Linked DNA regions of Mus musculus: all the other regions are linked to region 4. The links are chromatin contacts, called in public ChIA-PET, Hi-C, HiCAR-type and promoter capture Hi-C maps. All regions are on one chromosome and are shown on one strand. The core of a region is the stretch at or near the end of the contact, and the rest is flanking DNA. Distances in the headings are between cores, read along the strand shown.

Region 1 (2,700 bases), core at 138-2,637, 660 kb before region 4:
GAGAGAGAGAGCACCGAGAGAGATATATATCATGAAGTTGGGTGGGTAGGGAGGGAGTTTGGGAGGAGTTGTGAGACATAATATAATCAAAACATACTGTATGAAAAATTTAAAAAATTAAAACTTAAAAAGATTTTCTGGATACAGTAATCTTGTTTGTAGTTATTTACTTTCTAGGTTTGAAATACATTATTCCTCTCTTTTCTTGTCTTCTAAGTCTGATGATTTGTTTGTTGTTGTAGGTGAATTGGTATTTTTTCCCCTTTACAGCTTTTTTTTTAAAAAGAGATTTATTTATTTATTTTCTGTATGTGAGTGCACTGTAGCTCTACGGATGGTTGTGAGCCTTCATGTGGTTGTTGGGAATTGAATTTCTAGGACCTCTGCTTGCTCAGGTCAACCCTGCTCGCTCCAGTCAGCCCCCGCTCCAGCCCAAAGATTTATTTATTATTATACATAAGTACACTGTAGCTGTCATCTGACATACCAGAAGAGGGCATCAGATCTCATTATGGGATTTGAACTCAGGACCTTTGGAAGAGCAGTCAATGCTCTTACTGAGCCATCTCGATAGCCTCCCTTTACAGCTTTTAATATTGCTCCTGTGCTTCTTGTTCTGACATCTTAACTATAACACATCATGGAGATGTTCTTCTCCAGTGATGTGTATTGCAGAGTTCTAAATACCCCTTGTGTTTTGAAATCCATTTTTCTCTTAAATTGAAAAAAAAATCTGTTTTATTGAATAGTTTAGTTATACCTTTAGTTTTTATACATTTCCTACTAACTGAGAATTTTTATAGTTGATCTCTTGATTGTATTTTGAACATTTTCATCATGTTTGTATACATGTATATGTATGTCTAGGAAATACTACATTCAAACATGAGTAAAGAAATGTGTGTGTGCGTGCATGTGTTTGTGTGTATTTCTGCATCTGTGTCTATGTGTGTGCCTGTCTGTGTGTATGTGTGCCTGAGTGTATGCATGTGTATGTGTGTACATGTGTACATTTGTGTCTGTATGTGTGCATGTGTGTATATGTATGTGTCTGGGTATATATGTGTGTCTGTGTCTATGTGTGTGCATCTGTGTGAGTGTCTGTCTGCATCTGTGTGTGTGTGTGTGTGTGTGTGTATTCTCTTCAGACAGTGTCTTGCTTTGTAGCCCAGGATGGTCTGAAACTCAAGTTTTGGCCTTTCCTCCACTGTTCTGGAATTACTACGTGGATTTATACTACACCCAGATAAGAAAGTTGTTTTTAAGGAAGTGAATGTTTTTGACATTCAAAACTGCTGTTTGGGGTTTTGATGTGGTTTGCAGTGGTGCCCTGGTATGATTTGCTGCTTTACTGTTGTGGTGTCTAAGACACAGAAAGTCAGAGTCAGTGCATGAAATGAATCGGACTTTTACTCAGTCTCCTGGCTGGGATGATTTCCTTTCTAAGGTCTGTTTTATATAAGCTACTCACCTTTTCACTTCCCTCTCGATGTTATCTGATACTGGTGTTCAGTTTTGTTATTGATTGACCACAAAAACCTGGTTCTTTCTTGTAATCATATTGAATCAGAAAGTCAAATACTGAAGTACTTCTGGAGAGATAATTCAGCGGTTAAGAACTCATGCCGCTCTTACAGAAGACCCGAGTTTGGTTCTTAGTACCATGCTCCATGGCTCATGACTGTAGCTCTGGCTTTAGGGAATTCAACAGCTTGCTATTCCTAGGGCACTCAAATTCATGTGCATATACTCATATGCACACAGATACATAGTTAGAAATAAAATAGTTCTTTAAAAAAAAAGTAAAAATTTAGGAATACTTAAACCTACAATCAGCAGTTATCACTGGGCAATAAAGAATGCCAAAATTAAAGCATGCTATGTTCTGCACATTAATTGCTCTAAGTATGGAAATAATAAATGAGATAAAGAAGGTAAGGAAAGAGGAAAAATGGAAGAAAAACGGGTTTAATGAACAAAAAGAAAAGGAACAACAACAACAACAACAACAACAACAACAACAAAACCCCAACATGGTGGGGAATAGAAAAGATCAAGAGGTCAGAAAAAAATTAAAAAAAGAAAACACAGAATCCCCCCAGTGCCAAGAAAAGACTGGGATCAAAATTAGACAAATGCCAGATAAGAAGTAAAATATAAATCATGAGTTGTAAGATCAAGATACAATTATAGTTAAGTATAGAGAGTATAAAGGAGAAAGGCAGTCTTAAAAGAAGAGAATAAGAGGTTGCACTCTAAATGAAGAATATTGTGGGGATAAAATTAAGTGACTATGCTATGTGTATGAAGGGGAATAAGAAATAAAATATAAACGTTTTTAAATACAATAAAGTAAAAATTCTACCAAACTTTTAGGGAAAGTTAAAAAAAAAAAGGATCATGAAGTGGAAAAACAAACACACACGAAGAAAAAAACGAAGAATGGGAAATAAAAAGATGGCGTGTTGTTTCAGGTCCTTGAAATCTGGAGTCTGGCTGTTACAGTCTCGGATGGGAGTGTAGTGGGTGGGCTGAGTGCATCCACACTTGTTTTCCCTGTAGTTTCTGCTGGAGTCGTCCCTTCTTTGGGTAAGTATCCACAATGGCCTCCCCAGCTGCCTTCACTTTAGTGGCTTTCCTGATTTGTGTACTTAGGGCCTGTGATGGCTACATTCAGTTCTTTACTTTGTGTGTCGGGCA
Region 2 (2,700 bases), core at 28-2,527, 900 kb before region 4:
CTGAGCCATCTTGTAGGTCTGATGTAGTTTATAAAATAGCCTAGATTATACAATATCCCTATTGTGTTTACCTGCACAAGTGTCAAGGCCCAAGCAAATAACTGCCCCAAAGGAAAATTTTGCCTTCTGTTTAAAAATCTAAACCTTGTACATAAACTAGCACTTGAAGGGACATAAAATGGTAGCTGTCCATTTTGGTAAGTGACATATAATTTTAGAAATTACCTGCTTGACAGTGCAGTTAGTATTTAACTTTAGTACAAGTATAGTTTATAACAATCATTTGTAAATCAATAAACTATTAGAAAAGATTTTATTTAAATTATTACTTTAGTTTTTCTACTAATAGTATACACTACACAGGCTATCTACTTTTTTTTTATAATCAAGGGGGGGACCTTAATTATAACTAATCAAGAGAATGAATGACCTGGTATTAAAATGCAGTTAGAATCAGGGAAACAAGCTGTCAAAAACAGGCGGAAGCTCGTAGCTGCCTTCACCTGGAATTCTTTGTGAACTCAACGCCAGATTTCTGGAAAGAGAACCCCAGATTGGCCGCATGGTCTTCCCGATGGGTCTGGATAAACCCCTGCATAGACGACTTAACCAAAAACCAAGATACATGTTGAAGTCCCGGGATCCGGAGAGACAATCACGAATCCCACGCTGCAGGTGTGGTGGTGCTCAAAACTCGGTTTTCGGAATACCTGGGAACCCTTAAAATTCTAGTTCCCACGCAAATGCATCCAGACCCTGCTCCGCTGAACGTTCTAGTATCTACAAAGTAGATTGACCTGCAAGGTCTCCAGAGACCTTAGGTGAGTGGGTAGGGGGAAAGCCTTTGCTTCCTTCAGTGCATCAGTTCCCACTTTAATTAAACAAGGCTGAGCCCCGAAGATGCCTCAACAGCAGCGCCAGTGCCAGAGCGCCCCAGCCGGAAGGCCGGCCACCAGGCGCGCGTCCTCCCTTTATTCCCACGTATCTCGAAGGTGACCAGGGCATAAGCAGAAATATAAGGAGGTGCAGCCTCGTGTTTCAACTTTCCCAAACCTGGCGGCCCATCCTGGATTTTCCTGAAAGGTGAAGACGAACAAATCCAAACAGCTCTGAGGTTCAAACCCAGACACAAACCACATCCACAAGCCAGTCCCTCTGACGCCCGGCGAGCGCCAAAGTTACGCAAGGATTCCGGCCAATCAGGACGAGGGCGCCTCCGCCATGTTTATTGTGGGCGGCAGTATGCGGGAAAGTTTCGCACCGGTTGGAAAACGGAAGAACAACGCGGCGCAATAGGGGATTGGGAATTTGAGGCTATTGATTGAAGCCTTCCAAGCCTTGCCCTCAGTTAAAATGACGACTTCAGTTGCTTTCAGTTACGTGAAATCGGAGGGCCACAGGCGAGGCTTTCCGAGTCGGCCGCAGGGCAAGTCGGGAAATGATTTTAAACTGGAGGGCGTGGCGTGTGTGGAAAAGCGCCTAGACGAGCGGAACTTTCAAGTCTACCTTTGATCCCCGGAGAGCTCCGGAGAAGGGTCTTTGGGGACTCCCTGTTTTTCGTGGGCCGGCGCCAGCTTCCGAAGAGCGAGGATCATAGAGCCGGGCAGCTTGGGAAGCCGAGCTGTCTCTCCCGGGGGAAGTCGCAGGTCTTGCTCGAGCCTGAGGGAAGCTAGGTTCACTCCAGGACTCCTGATGTCTCTTCTGAACTCACCGGGGATTGCTTCGGTTCTCTCTTAAGCAGTCATTTTGGCCACTTTCTTCTTCTTAAAAAACCAAAACCTTTCGTCTCGACGTAGTCTTGGAGCAAAACTTGAAGGATGATTCGTGAATCCGGAGTGGATGACAGTGTCTTTACGACATAGTTTTGGTAAGAGCTTTTGGGTCCTCGACTGGCCGTGTACTGCATTTCTTTCTGTTGTGTGACTGTTGTCTTTGCAATGCTTTTGTGTATTTAAGATGTGTACAAACGGAAGCTAACGTCAACGTGAGCGTTAGTATGGGAGCAGTGGGTTGACTTTTGTGGCAATATTGCAGTGACTAACTCAGGGACTTTCTTCATGGACTAACCACAAGAAAAACTACTGAGTTTTAGTTGTGTGTTAGGAACTGAGTACAAGAGAATTTGATGAGAGATATAGTTCCGTGGATACTAGAAAGAGGCTGATAGGACCCTTTGCCACGGGCATAAGAGTCAAAGGAGGCGAAGAATTGAGAAATTCGTAGAACCTTTCCCTCCAGTCACCTGGCAACATAGCAGCGTACTTACTAATAGGGTCGTTTGAGGAGTGAACAGTAGTACCAGATATGTCCCAGGACTAGGGAGGCTGAGGCAAGAGAATTGCCGTGAGTTCTAGGCCAACCTGGGCTACACAGAGAGACTGTCACTCGATATAAACAAAACACCCCCAAACAAAAGAATATTCGTTAAAGGCTTAATCTTTGTTAAGTGCTTACAAACATGCCTGAAAAGTAATGTATACTTAGCAGTTATTGTACTAGTTAGCCTACTTTAAAGAAAGATTCTGTATAAACAGAACTGATGAAGACTCCTATCTAAATAGCAAACAAGTGGGGAGAAGAACGGGAGGAGGTGGTGGCAGAGGGAAGACGCTGCCTTCTGAAGGAAAGTTCAGTTGATGGAAGATTTTTAACAGAGGGGTTCGGATAAGTGGGACCTGCATGGCTGCTATGGACAGGAAG
Region 3 (2,700 bases), core at 34-2,533, 770 kb before region 4:
ACCTCTTTAGCAACACACTGACGAACGTTGTTCTCTGTTTCTCACTGGTGTACATGACGTTTTACCTTGGTAAGGCAAACAAACACAAGAACTGCCATCCTACTAGAGAGCCTGGGAGTCCTGGTTTGCCCTGCTCCTTTCCCCTGCTTCATGTCTTCCTCCTGTCTGTTACCACCCCCCACCCACCCACTTGTGTTTTGTCACATCACCTCTCTGTCAGATCTAGTTCTCTCCTGGCCTCTCATTGTAACCTCATGTCTTTGCGCTCCTATGTCTGGGTACTCTTAGCCCTTTGAGCTCTATTCTCTAACCCTACAGTAAGTCCATGGCAGTGCCCTAGAAGCGGAATCGTCATGGAGTTGTTTCTGTCTGGACTCTTGAGCTGCTCACCCCATAAAATGGGAAAAGTTGGCGGAGAAGTTCCCGAGGGCTTTCCAAGCTCGTCATCCTTCACTCACTAGACTAAAAGGTCCTTTCAAATAGCGATCTTTTCTTGAATCTAGAAGGTGGGAAACGAGAGTGGGGAGATCAAGAGTGCTTGTGTCAGGAAGAGAAGCTGGGGCATCGGGTAAGTTGCAGGAGTAACTGTACCCAGCCCCAGTGGGCCTTCCGTTAGTTCAGTTTTGTAAAATTGGGACTTGAGGTGTTTCAGCTCCCAGGAACCATATTAACTATGACCAAACTGCTTTTGCTCCCCTCATACACTGGAGCAACTTTAACCAATGAAGATCTCAGCCGTCTCTTACACCTCTAGCTAAGGAAAGGCAGTTTTCTTTTTCCTGTAGATATATCGCCACCTAGTGGTTGCTTACTGCCCTGAGCCAGTCAAACTAGCGAAAACATTCACGGAATGCTCGTTTCCTTCAGCTTTATTTCTTTGCTCCTTTGTGAAAGTTTTGTGGATGCCTTACTTCAGTTTTTCCACCTCCCTACCAGACTGTGAGCCTCTTGAATATGAGTGGCGCTCATAGTCAGCTCTTCACTCGATTAGTTTTTCCTCCTTTCAGCCAAGCTTAGAGTTGGTCAAATGCCCGACAGTAATTTAATACGTGCTGATCGAATGAACCAACATTCCTTCTCAATGTGTTTTTGAGTAGACAGAATCCAGATATACTCCGTCAATCAGCAACGTTGGGAAATACTTAGCCTCTTTAAGCTTGTCTCTTCTATACAATCGGTCTAACAATACTCCATTTGTGTAAGGCACTGCATGCATTAATGAAGCTTGCTATGCTTGTGAGCTGCGGCTACCCTAGGGACTGGCAAGAGCTCCTTGTGTACACAGCTCCTCCCACCTCCTTCTGAGTGACAGTTGTTCCTGGAGGGGGGCGGGGCGTGTCTCTCTCCCCAATCCCAGACACTTGTTTTTGAGCCTTTGCCAGCTCCCTACTGTGTTCAAGACAGGGTGGCTCATAAATGCTGGTTCATTTCTTCTTCCTAATAGGAATGGAGGTGTTTGCAGCCAATATTTGGTGTCCCCTTAGACAGATTAAATGGATGATAGCCAAGGGCAGAGTGCCAGGACCGGGTCGCAGAAGGCGTTTCAGCCTCCCTTTCACGTTAGAGGATTCCCAGCCCAGACACACACGTTTTCGAGTTGGGATGGGACTCTCACATAATTAACAATACAAGTTCCTTATTTTCATTTATCAATATAACCAAAAATGTTCCGTCACTTTGGCTCAAGTCATTGAAACACAGACATGGGGCTGGCGAGATGGCTCAGTGGTTAAGAGCACCGACTGCTCTTCTGAAGGTCCCGAGTTCAAATCCCAACAACCACATGGTGGCTCACAACCATCCGTAATGAAATCTGATGCCCTCTTCTGGAGTATCTGAAGACAGCTACAGTGTACTTACATATAATAAATAAATAAATAAATCTTAAAAAAAAAAAGAAATGGAAATTGGTAGTCAGTAACTTTATAAAAAATCAATTTCTTGAATGTGTTCAGAAATATATTTGAAGTCATGCTAAGAACTGATGCAGTTAATTACAAGAATAAGCTTTATTTAAAAAAAAGAAACACAAACATTTGATAAAAATGTGTTTAAAACTCAGCAAGAATATATATGATAATAAATAAATCAAGATCATATACATATGTGTATATATATATATATATATATATATGTATATCAGACAAAAATAAGAACTAGCATGTACTCAAAGAAACTGGAAATAAGAGTTTGACAGTTGTCCCCTATCAAAACATTTGCAGAACTGTTAGCTTTACTCAACTTGATTGTTGAAGTTAAATTCGTTAGGAAAGTGCATATATATATATATATATATATATATATGTATGTATATGTATATGTATGTATATATATATCCAAAGTGAAGTTAAGTGAATAGATAAATGAAAAGAATTTTGATAAGTGGTAGACCAGTGGATTAAAATCAGTACTGTAGTAGTCACAACAGTGGTTAATACTGGAATCACAAGAGTGGCCATCCATTGCCATGCACATATGCCAAGGAACATATCATCTAAGTTAATGCTTGCAATAAGGATGTGAGGTGCTATTCACCCCACTTAACACCTGCTTTGCAGACGTGGGGACATTAATGGAGAAAGGGGAGGTCACATCCCATAAGCATCGTGCTGTGCCCTGTTTGAAAGCTCTTCCACTGCTTGCTTGGATGTTCTTTCTCTTCCTTTCTGTCTACTGTCACCCTGGGCTCCTTGGAGACTC
Region 4 (2,700 bases), core at 45-2,544:
AGAAGCTGGGAAGTTACCTTCTGGGGATGCTCAGGATCAATGGTTTGTTTACCAGGCTGGCCTCACTCAGCCAAGGAATCTTGTCAAACTTTGGAACAAAAGCCTACAGAGAGAGAAATGGAAAGAGATCAGGTTGCAGAGTTTATCACACTTCCGAAGACTAAATCTTAAAGGGAGTCACAGGGCCAGAGAGATGCCTTGGTGGCTAACAGCACTCCTTCCTCTTGGAGAAAAGCCAGGTTTAGTTGACAGCACCCACAAGCCAGCTCATGACTGCCTGTAACTATAGCGGCAGGGGACCTAGCACCTTCTTCTGACCTCCACAGACACCTGGAGTCAGGAGCACATATGTAGACATAATTAAAAACAAAATATTAAAAAAAAGTTAAAATACTTGACCAGTGCTGGTATTACAATAAGCAAAGTAAGCTAACAGCAACCACACAGCAATCAATACATTGCAAACTATTTTAACACGAGAGTCCTCCAACCATTCCATAAGGTGGCCAAGAACAAATAAGCGCCTTCTTTCTTTTACAGACAAAGAATTCAAAGCCCAGATAGTGTGAATATGAATAAATGGGTTCATGCTTTCTGCCTCTGTGTCCACACTATTTAACAGTCTCTATATTTTAAATTCTTCGAGCTTCCATCTATTTATAAATCCTGTGACACTTCCAAGACCCCAGTTGAAAATCAGCAATCTCTCGTCCCAAAGGCTCTCCACCCTCATCTCTTTTAGGTGGCAAAGTCTAGGAAAGGATCCAGCTTTGGAGCCATCCACATTTGGATATTTCTGATCTACTTGCAATTACTAACCAGCTGCCTGACTTTGGTCAAAAACAAACTAATGATCGCATCGTCTCTGTGCAAGTCAACGCACAGGATGCTATGTGAGATCTGGGATCTCCCCGACTCCCCCCCCCTTTTTTTTTTTTTTTTTTTTTTTTTTTTTTTTTTTTGGTGAATACCAGAAGCCTGGTTTGGCACCTATAGGAGGAGGGTTTGGATGCATGGAAAGTCCCTTGGCTGAGAGCCTGTCAACACATGTCATGGTAACCTTGCAGTTACCAGTCTTCCACCAGCCCCGCGACTCTTCCTGCCTTCTCCTGCCTTCCACACCCTGTGAAGTAATTCCCACTGAGGGATTTGCTTCCCAGGCTTAGCATTCCACTAGGAGCAGATTGCCAGGAGAGGAGCAATCAGTAGAGGGCAGCAGTGACCTCGCGGTGTGGAGTCTCGGGGCGGGACGCTTTGGCCGCCGAGTGCTGCGGATCCGGAAGTGCTCCTCCACAGTAGTCCCCTTCCAAGCCGGCGTCCCGGATGTAGAAGTAGCTAGGCGGCCGCTCTTCTCGGTCGTGCACCCCCCTAAAGAGCTTGGTGCAGGTGGGTTCCGGCGTCCTTCGCTGTGAGCGCTTCCGGCTGATCCAAGGCTGGGGCGGGGGTCGGCAGCGGCGGGCGGGGCAGGCCGGTTGGGTGAGTGGTAGCCCAAGACCCTTCGCCGCCCGGTGACGGGGACCTTTCAAATCCCGAGGTCCCAGTGCGTGAGGGCCGACTCCAGGGTGTACGGCTTTTAAAGCAAAGGTCTATCCTAGCCTCCACGAAAAATACAGACGGTCCGGCAGGAAGTTCTTTCTCGAATTTGCTGAATGACCTCTGTGTTTACGACTGGGATGATTGTTTTCTTGATCCTGCGCTAGAGTTTTGCTGTTTCAGTTAATTAGGATGATATAGCACTTTAAAGGATAGTAAGTTCAGCTAATGAACAAAAAAGATTTGAGTTCTTGGTTTGGGCTAAAACTATAGAGAGATCATGCCCTTTTGTACGGTGCAGGTTATTGTCATTCGACCGATAACTTATTCAGATACCTTTGGGGACCTAGTAACGGCTATGGATGGATTCTGTCCCTATAAATTTGCGTAAGTTGCAAATATAATCATGCAAAAATAGTATAAACCTTAGAGTGTATGAATGCCCAAGTTAAGACTGGCTTAGAGAAGGACGACCAGAAGCAGAGACTTTGACACTAGACTTTTGTAGGAGGTCTGGCTCCACGCTGTTAGCCTGGGACCTAAATACTCTACTGTTTTGAAACTCAGATGTCTTATTAGGTAAACTCATAACTGGTATTAACTTGTAAGGCTGTGACAGTTAAAGAAGGTGCATAAGACATTTAACATTCTGAGTTAGATGCAGATATCAATTATTAAGACTACACTTTAAAATGTGAAGGCTTAATGCCGCATTATGTCACCAGACACAATTTATCTAGGCTTTCAGTAAGCCAAGTTGTTTTTTATTGTATCTGATGCCAGCTTCCATATATTTACAGTTCTCTCTTCTAGGAATTTAGCTGTGTTGTCCTGACCCTCAGGACAAACTCATCTAATGCAGGCTCAGCTTGTACTGAAGGCTTTGTAAACAAGGAAAGTTCTGTAGGGTATCAGCATGGCATTTCCAGAGAGTTCTTAATCTACAGATTTATCAAGAACCAGAACCCCATGGACGTCCCTGAGGGAGATTGAGCCAACCTGGATTTGAGGAAAGAATGAGATAATGTGTGCTCAACGTGTAACAGACACCCCAGAAGTCAAGTGGCAGAAGGTTTTATATGAGCGGCAGCCGTTCCCTGATAACTATGTTGACCAGAGGTTCCTGGAAGAACTCCGGAAAAACATCTATGCCCGGAAGTACCAGTA
Region 5 (2,700 bases), core at 195-2,694, 840 kb before region 4:
CACCTTTTAATTCAGCACTTGGGAGATACTGGCAGGTGGATCTCGGATTTTGAGGGCAGTTTGGTCTACATAGCACGTTCCAAGACAGCTAGGACTGCATAATAGTTCTTGTTTCAAAGCAAACAAACGAGCAAAGAAACCCAAAAATCCCTAGACAACACAAAACAACACAACCAAATAAACGAAGTTGCTATTTTCTGACATTACTAGTTTCGATTTACTTGAAACAAGAACGATTAATTCCAAGCAGGATTTGTTAAGGTTTGTGAATAAATAATCGTAAACGATGCACTGTTAGTAGAAGCTTAATTTCAATCACTGAAATCAATGTTTCATATTCTTAAAAAGGCTTACCTGCGCATTGGCTTTCCTTCCCTGCACCATGAAAAGTATCCTTCACCGTGTTCTAAAGCCGTACCTTCAACAAGAGAGAAGTAGTAGCTTACTAAAAACTGTTCGAGTTCTCCAGCAACTTGTATAATCACTTCACTCATTTCGTCTGTAATCAGGAATCTTACATCCTAATGTAATCTTTGCGTAGATGCGCAATCATAATGTAATGCCTTTAAGAGGACTATCACTAACTAAAGATGCTAAGGTGACAGATTATATGTGAATGTGAGGGTGACTGGGAAAGCAGTCAGGATCAAAATAGTCATGATCGCTAGTTGGTGTTTTCTGCTCAAGAAGCACCTGGGGAGTTTTTTGATTTTTTAACTTCACCATCAAGTATATTTGCAGAGTAATCACTTGATACCAGCAGCAGTACTAATTTAGTGACTCGGATAGGAAAAGCATTGTTTTAGCACTGAATCCGAAGGTTGTTAACTTATTCTGAAGTGACAAGCAGGCCGGAGGCGGTTGCCTTTAAAAACAACTCCACTTCCGACCAGCCCAGCCCGGGCAGCTTGAACAAGGGCAGGGAAAGTAGTTCTAGACTACAACTCTCCCAAGCTCTCGTCTTAGTCGCCGAAATATTGTTCACCGCCAGGATCTTGCTGGCTTCCAGAGAGAAAATGGGAGGCAGAGTGCTCGCTCCCTTAGAATTCCAAGTGAAGCTGTCCAGGATGCGGAGTCCTGCGTCCCCAGCAAGCATTGCACAGCCTTGCCCTGGCTTCAAGACACCTCGGGCAGCCAGCAGCAGCGCAGCCTGGAGCCCTGAAAGGCCCGACCGAGGAACCCTACCGTCCCTTAGAGGCACGACTGACAGGCAGCCTAGAAAGCACTGCCCTGACCCCGCCGGGCAGTTCGGCAAGTTGAGCTCATAGATCTGCAAAGCGAGACCTAGGGCTCTGTTCTCCATCCCGTGCTCTAGAGCTCTGACTTACTGGCTTTGACACTTTTCTCTCTGCGGCACCCTCTCTGCCTTCTCCGCCCTCTCTGCCTCCACCTCTGGAGCCGCTAGCGCAGGCAGGATGCGGCTCCTGCAGCGATTTCCTTTCCCTGCACCCGCCCAGATCCAGAAACAGGAAGCGGTCCGATGGCTAAATCCTTCCCACGGAACTGCACGTGTTCGGGCAAGTAGTTCCGTCATGGCTCCGGAAGTAGCTGTGCCTTTCGCTGAGCGTTTCCCAGGACTGGTACCATTAGTCGATCTGACTTTTACAATATACTTAGAGAGCAACCAAATAAAATATGTATGAGGTGAGGGTTTCATTTTTGAGTATATAACTAAAAGTCTGTTGCTGATGTATTGAAAACTATACAAGGCTATTATTAACCAAAATTTCTTTAGCTGAACTTTATTTGACATCTATAGACTCTGTGCAGTTGTTTTTGATAGGAAATATACCTCATATTAATAAACTTGTAGTGGGAATGATTGGTCTTTAAATTCAACTTCTAATTCTAGTTCTATGATACACTTTGTCATTTGGCCAAGTTTTTTCTTCATATGTACCAGTGATATATAAGTAAATAATATATGTACTAGTAACAGCTATGGATACCCCATTTATTATCAAATACTTAGCATATAACATTGTGTATTAGTTTATCAGTTCTAGTATCTCTCTTATTGAAGGATTTATTACCATTTTTCCAAATGGTGGTAGCATTATGTTTCAGATAGTGCCATTCCAGTCGGTACCAAAGCGTTATGTAACTTACAAAAGGGTAAGGGTATCTACGGAGCATAGCCTGTAAGGGTTAGAGCCACAACTTGATGCCGTGTACAATGGTTCTAGATTCTGGCCACAATTATATTATATCTTCCTCCAGAAAGGTTCAAGGATTCTCGTTGGTCCATATTATTGGTACTTTCAACTTTAATTTTTTGCCAATCTGATGGGTATAAAATAGTTTAGATGTACATTTTTCTGATCCATTGAAATGGCATCTTATATGTGCACCTCTCAGGTTTCTTTTGTGTAGATTGTCTAAAAGTCATCTTCAAAGTGACTCAGATTCTTCCAAAATATGAGTCATGATTTTAATTCTTTATAGCTATACAGTTCTATAGCAAGGGAGTTATAAAAACATTAAGGAATGCTAGTAACTAAAATGGGCTTTTAAGCCAGGGTGAAAGTAATATTTCCTATTCTTAACCCATTGATTCCTTCTTAACCTACTACCCACTGTAAGCTGGCTTGTGCTTCAACTACTCTGTTTCTTTTTAAAGGGGAGGAGTTCAGTGTGAATCAGCTCTTCATATTTATGCCAATTAACAAAGTATACATAAAAATAAACATATGAAAAAAC
Region 6 (2,700 bases), core at 11-2,510, 800 kb before region 4:
TTATTTTCAACAATTTTGTTGACATCCTTTATGAAAGGAGGCCTCTTTTTTGTTGGGGGCCTTCCTCATACCTAAAGAGCTTGTAAAATAGTAAGTCGGGGAATAGAAGTTGAATTGACGCACTTAGTACTACCTTACTCTCAGTACCTAGAATTGCTTAGTCCTACCTTGTACTCAGAACTCACTCCCTCTTCATTCATTTACGAAGTTGGATTACCATTATAGAAATGCTCCCAACCTTAGCTTATGCCTTGCCTATGTCAGTGTACCACAGACAAGCCATACGCACAGCAAACATTGTGGCTCTCTGTCTGCCCGCTCCCAACTGTGTAGTTCTGAATGTCATGGACCTGGTGGCCCCATGGCATCCTTGTATCTTATTTCAGAGACTCCTTTGATGTGGGGTCTGAATACTTACTTAAATCTGTGTATGTATAACTTCTGTTTTGCTAGAGATGATATCAATTATTACCTATTGTTGCACTGACTTATACGTAGATCAATAGGAGATTTAGATGCCCTTATGCTGTGAGTTTGATGTGATTTCATTAGCTGCATGGTGCTTTCTGACCTTGCATAGACTAATGACTTTTTAAAAAGCACACACTTAACAGTTCAGGAACGCCTCCACAGTATTTGAAAGGGAGGCAATTTAATGTTATGATCAGTTCTAGTTGGTAGTTCTTTAGGTTTTGTGTTTCATTGGTCATAAAAATGTAAAAATATAAAGGTATGGTATTAATGTAACATTAAAATAGCAACTGCTGCCTGTTATCACTGTCATGTAACAAAAGACATTTTAACTCCAAAAAGTAGGGCTACGTGGTGACAGTATGATCCGAATAAATGAAGCTTCATTACAGAATTTTATGTTACACGTTTTCTCATTTTATGCCTCGTATGATAGAACTTTTATCATATGCCAGAACTGACCTAGTGTCTAACTTTTCACGCTCTAGATGTCAAACTGATGTTTTAACATTAAACATTGTAAAAGGGCACAGGTTCGAATCTCCGCCCGCGCGAGCCCCATCCCTGGCCCATGGCCAAGCGGCGTGCGGCTGAGCCGCTCACGTTCCGCGTGCCTTGGAAGCGGCTCCTGCCCAGCGACTTCCCCGAGGAGCCGCCGCTCTGGGTCCCACCGGCTCGGCCCCTCAAGCGCCAGGGGGACGCGGGGGACCAGGGCGGAGCCTGCGTCTGCGCTCCACAAGCGACGCGGCGGCGGGGACCGCATACAGGAGCTGCAGGGTGCAACCTGGAGCCCGAGAGCCACCTCCTGGCGAGCAGGAGGAACACCGGGTCAGCCGGGCGGCGGGAGGCGGCGACAGGGTAGAGAGCGCAGGTAGCAGCAGACGGGTGCACAGCCAGAAGGAAGAGTTTGGGCAGTATAATACATTCCAGTATTGGAGGAGCCCTCTGCCGCCTATTGATCTGGCAGCTCTTGAAGATGTGAGTGCAAACAGCCTGACAGTTTGAGGACAAGAATGAAGGAGTTGAGATTGACGTGGAGTCCTGACAGAAGGATCTGAAGAAATGGGATCACTGAATTTGAGGAGACCTAAAGGAAAAGTTCTTTTCCATACTTGACATGATCCGTTTTTCAAACCTGAAAAATGAGGAAGGGGTTTGGGATAAATAACTACTGAATCTCCTAATGGAGAGCTGTCCAGGGTGTGGTACAGCTGCAGGCAAAATACTTTGTGTCTGCATTTTTAATGAAAAAAAGTTTTGTTCACGCTCTTGACTTTGAAGATGCTTATATTGGAAAAGGAGGTTTTGACAGTTTCAGAGGAAACACTCAGGTCTTCTGAACTTGTTCTGTCAAATGTTCCTTTGCACCACAAAGCTTATTTGTGGTGCATGGAATGAATACGTTTATACAGCTGAGGCTAATAAATTCTTGCTAGTACATCTTATTGGATCCCCTTGGTGGAACAAATAGGAGACGAGTATCGATGCAAAGTTAAAATGTGAGATTGTTTCTGAAAGCTAACCTTGTTTTACAAGAGTGTAAATTTAAACTAGTGAGAACTTCCTTTTGGGTAGCTTGTTTTACCTTTCGCTATTTGCTGTTTATTAAAACAGTACAGGCAACGAATCTAGCCAAACAATGGATAGAGAACAGTAGGAAGCAGCTGCCCGACCCTCCTCCCTTTTCTGAGATGAAAGAAATGATCTGGTCAGTTTACTGATTTTGTTTTGAGGACATTTTTTAATATTACTTTAGACCTGTAGTTCTTAACACTGATAGCACTTTAACCATTTCTGCTCCAGCCCTGGTCCTAGAGAGATGTCATTCAATTATTTGAAGGTGGCTTCACACAAAGGTTTTTGTTTTGTTTTGCACCAATTCTGCACTCATGTATTGTGCAGATCAGGCCAGAACCACTAGACTAGCAGCTTTTCCAGTTTAAGGAGATCACTAGTGTGAGCTGAAGCAATGTCTCTTCATTAGTTTTGTCTGTATCTTGTTATGTTATTTGATTTGTCATTCCTAAGTTATTGTGTTACAGTTTTGTTTTTAATAAAGTACACTGTTTATGTTTGGGAAAAAAGTATTGTAAAAGGCTCACAGTTACTCTAGTGTTCATCTAATATGTTCATCTAATATGTTGTACAGGCAAACCTAATCTCCCATTACAGACACTCCTCCTCTTACTGTGTGGTCCCATCATTTCTAATGTAGCAATGCAAGTTTCT

Evidence for each region. Promoter capture Hi-C pulls out the DNA fragments that hold promoters and counts their contacts. A called contact is a pair of places that touch in the nucleus more often than the background predicts. ChIA-PET counts read pairs in DNA pulled down with a chosen protein or histone mark. HiCAR-type assays count read pairs that join an accessible place to other places.
Region 1: an RNA polymerase II ChIA-PET map of memory CD8 T cells shows a contact between it and region 4, with 13 read pairs. The contact joins the enhancer-like site here to the promoter of Pigc in region 4. A contact is called at or near these places in 1 of 39 promoter capture datasets (stem cell-derived epiblast-like cells), 2 of 484 Hi-C or Micro-C datasets (CD4 T cells and the G1E-ER4 cell line) and 4 of 115 datasets of contacts at active chromatin or transcription factors (embryonic stem cells, large pre-B cells, memory CD8 T cells and 1 more).
Region 2: an RNA polymerase II ChIA-PET map of memory CD8 T cells shows a contact between it and region 4, with 8 read pairs. The contact joins the promoter of Cenpl here to the promoter of Pigc in region 4. A contact is called at or near these places in 2 of 39 promoter capture datasets (the HPC-7 cell line and pre-B cells) and 4 of 115 datasets of contacts at active chromatin or transcription factors (astrocytes, bone marrow-derived macrophages, large pre-B cells and 1 more).
Region 3: a contact with region 4 is called in a HiCAR-type map of astrocytes, with 3 times the contacts expected there. The contact joins the enhancer-like site here to the promoter of Pigc in region 4. A contact is called at or near these places in 3 of 39 promoter capture datasets (the C10 cell line, hippocampal neurons and pre-B cells), 1 of 15 datasets of contacts at CTCF or cohesin (large pre-B cells), 2 of 484 Hi-C or Micro-C datasets (the C10 cell line and the G1E-ER4 cell line) and 4 of 115 datasets of contacts at active chromatin or transcription factors (the SCID.adh cell line, astrocytes, embryonic stem cells and 1 more).
Region 5: a Hi-C map of uterus shows a contact between it and region 4, with 9 times the contacts expected there. The contact joins the promoter of Klhl20 here to the promoter of Pigc in region 4. A contact is called at or near these places in 4 of 39 promoter capture datasets (embryonic stem cells, hippocampal neurons, liver and 1 more), 6 of 484 Hi-C or Micro-C datasets (the Ba/F3 cell line, CD4 T cells, CD8 T cells and 3 more), 5 of 115 datasets of contacts at active chromatin or transcription factors (the SCID.adh cell line, bone marrow-derived macrophages, large pre-B cells and 2 more) and 2 of 9 other capture datasets (adipose tissue and liver).
Region 6: a contact with region 4 is called in a promoter capture Hi-C map of hippocampal neurons, with 2.9 times the contacts expected there. The contact joins the enhancer-like site here to the promoter of Pigc in region 4. A contact is called at or near these places in 2 of 39 promoter capture datasets (hippocampal neurons and pre-B cells), 1 of 115 datasets of contacts at active chromatin or transcription factors (large pre-B cells) and 1 of 9 other capture datasets (embryonic stem cells).

What each region holds. Positions count from the first base shown.
Region 1 is chr1:161,308,099-161,310,798 of GRCm38.p6, forward strand. No RefSeq gene overlaps it. Among named protein-coding and RNA genes, the nearest start is that of Prdx6, 58 kb to the left of the region's middle. Within about 2 kb of position 1,388, at least 27 of the 459 cell types and tissues checked have an H3K27ac peak or open chromatin away from gene starts, as enhancers often do. A contact at or near this core is called in memory CD8 T cells, where this site is marked.
Region 2 is chr1:161,069,490-161,072,189 of GRCm38.p6, forward strand. It overlaps Cenpl (centromere protein L), which reads left to right and starts at 1,278. Exons shown (of 5, transcript NM_001159930.2): 1 at 1,278-1,867. Dars2 (aspartyl-tRNA synthetase 2 (mitochondrial)) reads right to left here and starts at 1,171. Exons shown (of 17, transcript NM_172644.4): 1 at 504-1,171. The coding sequence starts at 627.
Region 3 is chr1:161,194,893-161,197,592 of GRCm38.p6, forward strand. It overlaps the pseudogene Gm6185. Among named protein-coding and RNA genes, the nearest start is that of Tex50, 37 kb to the left of the region's middle. Within about 2 kb of position 1,284, at least 272 of the 459 cell types and tissues checked have an H3K27ac peak or open chromatin away from gene starts, as enhancers often do. A contact at or near this core is called in the G1E-ER4 cell line, the SCID.adh cell line, astrocytes and 1 more, where this site is marked.
Region 4 is chr1:161,967,894-161,970,593 of GRCm38.p6, forward strand. Pigc (phosphatidylinositol glycan anchor biosynthesis, class C) reads left to right here and starts at 1,295. Exons shown (of 2, transcript NM_001039045.1): 1 at 1,295-1,386; 2 at 2,347-2,700. The coding sequence starts at 2,558. It overlaps 4930558K02Rik (RIKEN cDNA 4930558K02 gene), which reads right to left. Exons shown (of 7, transcript NM_001204904.1): 2 at 18-103.
Region 5 is chr1:161,130,035-161,132,734 of GRCm38.p6, forward strand. Klhl20 (kelch-like 20) reads right to left here and starts at 1,445. Exons shown (of 12, transcript NM_001039482.1): 1 at 1,329-1,445; 2 at 355-418. The coding sequence starts at 362.
Region 6 is chr1:161,169,636-161,172,335 of GRCm38.p6, forward strand. It overlaps Ankrd45 (ankyrin repeat domain 45), which reads left to right. Exons shown (of 8, transcript NM_001368766.1): 8 at 1-872. It also overlaps the pseudogene Gm51252. Among named protein-coding and RNA genes, the nearest start is that of Tex50, 12 kb to the left of the region's middle. Within about 2 kb of position 1,261, at least 46 of the 459 cell types and tissues checked have an H3K27ac peak or open chromatin away from gene starts, as enhancers often do. A contact at or near this core is called in hippocampal neurons, where this site is marked.